Linked DNA regions of Mus musculus: region 1 is linked to region 2. A link is a contact called in public HiChIP or PLAC-seq data. All regions are on one chromosome and are shown on one strand. The core of a region is the stretch at or near the end of the contact, and the rest is flanking DNA. Distances in the headings are between cores, read along the strand shown.

What was found. HiChIP or PLAC-seq counts read pairs in DNA pulled down with a chosen protein or histone mark.
Region 1: an H3K27ac HiChIP or PLAC-seq map of extraembryonic endoderm stem cells shows a contact between it and region 2. The contact joins two enhancer-like sites. A contact is called at or near these places in 2 of 39 promoter capture datasets (embryonic stem cells and neutrophils), 1 of 484 Hi-C or Micro-C datasets (embryonic stem cells), 7 of 115 datasets of contacts at active chromatin or transcription factors (embryonic stem cells, epiblast stem cells, extraembryonic endoderm stem cells and 1 more) and 3 of 9 other capture datasets (adipose tissue, liver and pancreatic islet).

The regions. Positions count from the first base shown.
Region 1 is chr8:27,233,162-27,237,154 of GRCm38.p6, forward strand. Gm45470 (a long non-coding RNA gene) reads left to right here. Exons shown (of 3, transcript XR_001778544.2): 1 at 1-1,188; 2 at 1,858-2,001. Among named protein-coding and RNA genes, the nearest start is that of Adrb3, 5.6 kb to the left of the region's middle. Within about 2 kb of position 1,565, at least 38 of the 459 cell types and tissues checked have an H3K27ac peak or open chromatin away from gene starts, as enhancers often do. A contact at or near this core is called in extraembryonic endoderm stem cells, where this site is marked.
Region 2 is chr8:27,059,751-27,063,717 of GRCm38.p6, forward strand. No RefSeq gene overlaps it. Among named protein-coding and RNA genes, the nearest start is that of Plpbp, 19 kb to the left of the region's middle. Within about 2 kb of position 2,346, at least 32 of the 459 cell types and tissues checked have an H3K27ac peak or open chromatin away from gene starts, as enhancers often do. A contact at or near this core is called in extraembryonic endoderm stem cells, where this site is marked.

The sequences.
Region 1 (3,993 bases), core at 315-2,814, 170 kb after region 2:
GGACAACAATGGGCCACGGTCTCCCTGAAGTCAGGGAAGTCAACCAAAGCTGCAAAGAAGCCCTAATGGAAGACATTTTGTTTCCTTTAACACATGGCAAAGCTAACTCTACACACATCTGCATAAAGGTGAGAGGTTCTAATTTCAGGGGACATAAGATTCATGTCTAAGGGATAGGTTGGGACAAGGGCTTTCAACAAGAAATGGGTTGACAGAGCATTCTACTAGTGCCTTATGTTTTATTTCTAATTTGACTTAAATTTGCACGCTGGGGGTGGAACCCAGGGCCTCGTGAGCATGCTAAAGCGGGAAGCCTACTGCCCAGCTACACCTCAGCCCTGGTTCTTCCTTTTCAGGTCTTGATCATCCATGGAAGAAGGGATCAAGAATTGGTCTTCTAGGGCGAGAGAGAGAGAGAGAGAGAGAGAGAGAGAGAGAGTTAGTTAGTTAGTTCAGAGGTTAAAGGCACTTGTTCCTCTTCCAAGGGACATGAGTTCAGTTCCCAGCACCCACACCAGTTAACTCACAGCTACAAGTGATTTCATTGCCAGGGGATCCATCTGGCCTCCACATATAGACACACACACACACACACACACACACACACACAATAGACATACAAATAATAAAATAAAAATGAGCTGGTCCTTCAATTCCTAAGTGGGAAGAAAAATCCTCGCTTTCATCTCTAAAGAATCACTAAGCGCAGTGACTGTCAGAGACGCTCTTCCTAAGGCCAGGGGAAGGTCACAGCCATGGCTAAATCCCAGGCAGGAATTTTTAGGTCTTTGTCCAATAAGCAGCCTCTCCTCAAAGGCAAGAGGGAAGCCAGCCAGCGTGGAAAAGAGCGCACAGAGGGATCCTGTCTCCGGCAGAGAAATGTTTGATCACCCTTTTAGCTATGGCTTGGCTGGTGGGAAGTGGAGACAGCGGGGGACAGGGCAGATCAGTCATGCCGTTTGGGTCCCTTGTCCAGACTCTCCTTCTTCCATAGGAGGGAAGACTCAAACAAGGCCAGAACCTCTCTGGTGAAAAAGAAGCTGGAACCACGGAAGGAAGTAGTTTGGCTATACTGCTCTGATTAGACTGCATCTCCCTCCTTTTCCCATGGAGCCTGTGTTAGGGAAAGGAGATGAGCTGAGATCAGAGGGGCAAAGGGCAACATAATGAGGAAGGTCTCTCCTCCAGGTAAGTCAGGATGAACCTTCCCGAGTAACAAAAGCTCATCAGAAAAGATGCTGAACATCCAGAGTGTCGGCAGAAGATGCTAGGTCAGAGGGAGGGAGGGAGGAATAGCGAGAGGAGGGAAGGGAGGGAGGGGTAGAGCTTTAGCCTGGGGTTTGCAAAGTCCGAGATCAAGCCTCCAGCACCCCAAGTCAAAACAAAACAATAGAACCAAACCAAACACAAAGACTGGGAGAAGGAAGGTAAGAGAGTCAGAATCAGAGAGGACTAGGCTTCCCCAGAGCATCAAGGGAGGGTGGCTTTGCTCATAGCAGCAGTCTGTCTGCTAGAGCAAATGGGTGGTCCTGGAAGGGGTGGGGAGCAGGGAGACAAAGAGGAAGGGAATGCAAACCATGCCCGGAATGTCAATTCTGTCCTGAGATGTGGGACTGTGGGGAGGCAACTCCGGCTTTCTCAAGTGAGCTTCACATTTTGCTAGCTAGACCTTATAATAGTTTCCAAATGATGTCATTTGGAAGGCCAAGGGCTCCCGTGGCTCCCAGGAGCCTGGTTGATACAAAAGAGTACCAAGATGAAATGGAATCAACAAGGAGAAAGGTCCTAGCAATCAACAAGGAGAAAGGTCCTAGCATGGGCTCTGTGGCCTTCCTCCACTCTCTCACCCTCTCACAGGATGGAGAAGGAAGAGATAACAAGCCATTGGAATCTGTTTCATGCGGTGGCAATGTTAAGATTTGGGGACAAGACGAAGCCATTGTTCTAAGGAACCCAAAGAGGGCTGATGACATTCTTTGGATGGCCATACGTTTAGCAGAGGTAGGTACCCAGTGAGGCAGAAGCATCCATGAGAATGCTCCCCCATTCAAGCACACACAGAGATAAGCATAACTCATGTGAACAGAGCACAGACACTGCTCATATAAATATCATACTAGAGATACACACACTCTAGGACATATGTACATGCTCTTGAAAACTTAGATGTGTGTTCTAACAGACTCACTGTTACCATAGTCACAATCACAGCCATGTACACCCAAACCAAGCACACACAATCACAGGTGTGAGCCAACATCCCATTGCAAAAAGGCCGGAGACTGCTGTACCCTACATGGGCATGCCTTATCCACTGAGCGAGCTGGGAACAAAATGCCAAAGCTCAGGGCTGCAAAATTCTCCAACCCCGTATAGAAGCAGGAGGAGGTCAGGGGCCGGCACACTTGGCTGCATCTCACCACTCATCTCTCCGTAGCTGTGCTGACTACACAGGACTTCAGGTCTTGAGTCTGTCATGGGAAAGTCCTTTTAAGACATGAAAAGCAGAGCCTAAATTAAACCCAAGCATGGGTACTGCTTGCTCAGAGGAAACAAGTCACTGCCTGGCTCTACTCTGTTGCTATTCGTCCCAGGGAAACTCTGCAAACAAATGTCTTTTCTTTTCCTCTCTGTCTCTCTCTCTGACTCTGTCTCTCTCTGAGTATGGCCTAGAGCTGAACAGTGGGTCCATGCCTTTAATCTCAATCCCAGCACTCAGGAGACAGAGACGGAGGCAGGCAGATCTCTGAGTTTGAGGCCAGCCTGGTCTGCAGAGCAAGTTCCGGATAGCCAGGGCTACAGAAAAATCCTGACCTGAACCCTGCTCCACAGATGGGAAGCAACCATGGGCTGGGCATCAAGGGGACACTTGAGATGCTGAGAGGTACCAGACTGTAGAAGATGAAGGAAGCTAGTTCCTACAGCACAAGGGCAGAGAAGAAAGTTGAGTATCCACAGGGGCTGATTTCCAGTGAAGGGGAAATCACTGATTCAATAAATGTCACCGAGAAGAGACCTGTGTATGAAGGTTAATAGGTGATAAGAGTTGTAAGGCCACAGGAAAGAGAAATGGCATTCTAGGTAGTGGGAGTGTCACAAACAGAAGTGTGTAAGGTTACAGGTTGCTGTAGATCCTGTAAGCTGCCTTATGTAACCTTGGGAAGGACACCCACTGACAGTGAGCACTCTCAGTGATGGTAATACAGGCCTTACCTCCACCCATTTAGTATTCTTTATGCTTAAATGCAGATGTAAGGCTCGTGCCTTGGTACTCACTCCTCCTGCTGAGTCTAACAAAAGTAATGGCTTGGGGGCTGCAGATGGTCCAGATGGATGAGGTGCTAGTTGTGAAAGAATGAGTGAGGACCAGAATTCGAATCCTCAGCATCGTAGTGAACACAAGGGTGAGGCTGCTCTCCTGTCATCCCAGTGCTAGAGAGGTGGAGACAGGGGATCCAAAGAGCAAGATGGCTAACTAGATTAGTGAAATTGTTGAGCTCTGAATTCAAGCGAGAGACCCTGCCTTGATATATACATATCTCACACAAAGCAATCCTGGAAGCAATCCTGATGTCAACCTCTGGTCTCCACATTCATGTATAAGTATGTGTAGCTATATAGGTTGAACATATGTACAGGTATACATACCATGCATACATATACACAACAAAAAGTAATGTCTTTCCTCGGGTGTTTTCCTCTGTCTTCCTGTCTTTCTGTCTCTCTGTCTTTCTGTCTCTTTGTCTCTTTTTCCAAATGTTTGTTTTGTCTGGTCTGGAAGTTTGATGTGATCTTCCTTCCTTTCTCCTGAGTGAGGGAGTCATCATTGGATTATATAGTCTCCTTCTTGAAGGGTATTATGAGACCATGGCTCTTCCCCTCTCTCTCTGCTTCATGGTCATGAGGCAGGCAGTTTTGCATCCCTACTGTGATGTGTCACCTCACCAGTTGATTAATAAACTATGGGTTGAAATCTCCAAAATCATAAATCCA
Region 2 (3,967 bases), core at 1,096-3,595:
GGCAGCTCAGGGCAGGGCTAGGCTGGGCCACCTTCTGTGCTCGAGTTTCTAGGGCAGGCATCCTGTTATAGGAGAGGCCCCTTTTAAAGGAAGAAAAACTAATCAGTAGAAAGAAGCAAGGCTCTCCCCCTGCCTTTAGGACTTGTTTATTACTAGGATATCTGATTTCAGCAAAGGAAGCCAGCTCCGCTCCGAAGCAAGGTTTTTATTGGCCATGAGCAAGAGGAATTCAGGGTTTGCTTTTGATTTGGCTTCTCCTGAACTCAAAGCACTGAAGGGTGCTGCTTTTGATGGGATAGCTTGGTTGGGGGGGGGGGGGGGGGGGAGTAGCCACTCACTGTTGCAAATAACAGCAACAGAAGTTCCCTTTGGGAGAGGAGGGTAAAGCGGGAGGGTCCGAAGGGACGTTGGCCTCAACACATCTCAGAGACAATAGCTCAATAGCTTGCAAGGCCTGCCACTGGAGCACCGTGAAGCCCTGCCCCTCTTCCCCGTTGAGTGGGGAATGCAGGAGGCACGGCTGCTTTGGATGAACTCAGTGTTCCTCCAGACTACCCAACATCGAGGCCTCTGCATCAGGCCTCCGCTTGATGGTTTCAATGTGTCGGGAAGATAAAGCCAGAGATTGGAGTCAGCCTCTGCCAACTGCACCCCCAGCCCCCCAACTAGAATCGGCTAGGTTCAAGGGAGGGAGGTTCCTGCTGGGCCACAGAGTATCGAGAAGTGCTGCTGCTGTGCAGGTCTGCAGCGCCAGACTGTTAGCTGCATCTCCTCCCAGTCCTGTGCCACCATCTTGCTTCCTAAGACATCATAGGAAACACTGCCCACATGGAAGAAACTGAAAAGTGCCTCACCACTTTGGGGTCCTTGGATAAACCCAGCACCCTCTTCCTCCTTTCCCTAACCCTTCCTCCTTTTTTTCTCCTCCTCTTCCTCCTCCTCCTTTTCTTCCTTCTCCTTCCTCTTTTTTTCATCTCTCCTGCTCTCTCCATCTGCTTCTCTCTCCCGTTCCCATGACTTTCCCCTCTCCACAGCTCACTAGAGACAGCCGCACTCTGAGAGGCCATAGCACACACAAGGCTCTGGTATTGCTTCACTGCTCTGATCAGCACCTTTGAATGAGGCAGGAAACGGCCAGCACCATGGGACTGCTACTATGGGCTGGGCATACTGGGATGTGGGCCTCAGATTGGGATTCGGGTGGGGGCAACCCTTTGTCATAGGGGATGACTCTGCCTGCATCTGACTTCCTTCCTGTTCTAAGTCTGTGAGGTCTGGAAATGGCTGGTCTATGGAGACAGCCATTCTTTCCTGCTTGGTGTCCTTCCAGGATTGCTGTGTGCCTCCTTATGTCCAGCCATAGGCAGTCTCATTGTGGAGACAAAGTATGTATTCTGTGCTGGCGTTTGCTCTCTGTAGCATGCCAGCACTCACCTGTGAGGCCCGAGGCCACCTTGGCAGCCAGTGGGCCATTTAGCCCTGTAAGTTGAGGCCCGGAGCCTGGGGCAGGGGGTGGGGAAAAGGGGAACAGGGTTCTCACTGTGCTCACTTTAAGGAGCCCAGCCATCAAAAGGACTTTGTCCAGTAAGTTAGAGAACATACTCCAAGAGGAGCTACAGGAATAGAAAAGACAGCCTTGCCAAGTGGGACACGCATGCGCAGTCCATGCTCAGAAACACACAACCATACCATCATGCACATATGCGTGCAACCACAAGCACACTATAGCACATACACACATAATAGTTTACAGCCACAGATATATGTGCATACACAGACACACACATATGTAGCCATAAATAAGCACATAGCATATATACCCACAAGTACATATGCATGAACACACACATGCACACACACATACATAAAATGCTATCAAAAATACACAGATACACATGCACGTATACATACATACACATGTGTGCACACAGCTACATACACACATGTTCAAACACAGCCCCGGACGCAAGTTGCAATGACTGCTAGAAGAAGACTGGTGTCAATATGTTTGAGTCTGAACGGCAATCAAATAACCTTAGGCCAAATTCTTACTGGCAAGTGGGGCTTAGTGTCCTTATCTCTAAGTAGAGGCTGAGGTCCCAAGCAAGGTGACATTGCTGTGAAGATGACATGTGACCAGCTCCTTGCACATATTGGAAGGTAAGACAGTGCCCAACCTACTGCCTCGGTGGCGGCAGCTTTGTCCTGCCTGCCGGGGTCTGCGTAGAGAACTAGAAGGCAAACATGAATGGGAAGATAAGATAAAGAACCCTGGGGATACGGCTGCCTGCCTGCTCGCCTGCCTGCATCGGTGAAACCTGACACTGTAAGGCAGAATGAGAAAGCAACTAAAGCCCCACATTCTGCACAGTCTCCCAGGGTGGGTCACTCATGGATGACCACTGACATAACCAGCTAGGGCAGGGGGGCAGCTGGGGGATGAAAAGTCTCTGAGTCCGCTTAGCTGCTGTCCAAATATGGGCATCCAAGCCTTCCCTTCGGTCCTTCCAGCTTAAAGCAGAAAGACCTAACTCCTGGGACACGGGGCTGGCAGGGTGGCTCAGTGGCAGGGCACTCGTTCGGCATAAAGCATTTGTCCGTGCTCAGCACTGCAAAACAAACTCAACAAAAAGCCTCACCAACCGGGACATATAAACAGCAAAATCACCCTGGCACGAAACACGTTATGGGATTCTAGGCTCCAGCAAACACTAAAACCCTCCCTTTCATGGCTGGGAAGAGAAGTGTCATAGATTCCACACGGACACGAATCTTCACACCAAATTGAAAATCCAAACTCCCAGGCTGCCAACCAACTCGGACTGTGTATTAATGGAGGTGTTTGTCTGAGTCCCATGCATGAGAATTTTCTGGGCTCTTGACTGGGTCATGGTGTTGACAAACAGCTGTAGTGGCTCAGGGGAAACTGGTCTGCACATGATGGAGGGACCTCCAGCTTTGAGAGAGGTGTAGCCTGGTGGGGTGCTGAGACTTGAAAGCTGGATTAGAAAACACACCACCACCACCACCACCACCAGTGTCCTGGCTAGTTTTATGTGAACTTGATGCAAGCTTAAGTCACCTGAGAGGAGGGAACCTAAATTGAGAAAATGCTTCCTTAAGATGGAGCTATAAGCAAACCTGTAGGGCATTTTCTGAATTAGTGGTTGATATGGGAGGATCCATCCCATTTCGGGTAGTGCCACCCCTGGACTGGTGGTCCTGTGTTCCATAAGAAAGGTTAATGGTCTACAGAGTGAGCTCCTGGACAGTCAAGGCTACAAAGAGAAACCCTATTTCAGAAAGAAAGAAGGAAAGAAAGAAAAAAAGAAAGAAAGAATAAGAAAGAGAGAAAAGAGAGAGAGGAGAGAGAGACAGAGAGTCAGAGAGAGAGAAAAGAGAGAGAGAGAGGAGGGAGGGAGGGAGGAAGAAAGAAAGAAAAGGAAGAACAAAAAGAAAGAGAAAGAAAATGAGAAAGAGGGCCGGAGAGATGGCTCAGCAGTTAAGAACACTGACTGTTCTTCTGAAGGTCCTGAGTTCAAATCTCAGCAACCACATGGTAGCTCACAACCACCCGTAATGAGATCTGACGCCCTCTTCTGGTGTGTCTGAAAACAGCTACAGTGTACTTTCATATAATAAATAAATAAATCTTTTTAAAAAAAGAAAATGAGAGAGAGAAAAAATAACAAAGAAAGAAAATAAGAGAGAGAGAAAAGAGAGAGAGGAGAGAGAGACAGAGAGAGAAGGCTGAGCAAGCCACGAGGAACAAGCAGGTAAGCCGCTCCTCTCCATGACCTCTGCATCAGCCCTGCCTCCAGGTTTCCTGCCCTGTTTGAGTTCCTGTCCTGACTTCCTTCAGTGATGAACCATGAGGTGGAAATGTAAGCCAAATAAAACCCTTTCCTCTCCAACTTGCTTTTGAGTCATGGTGTTTCATCACAGCAATAGAAAAGAGCCGGGCGTG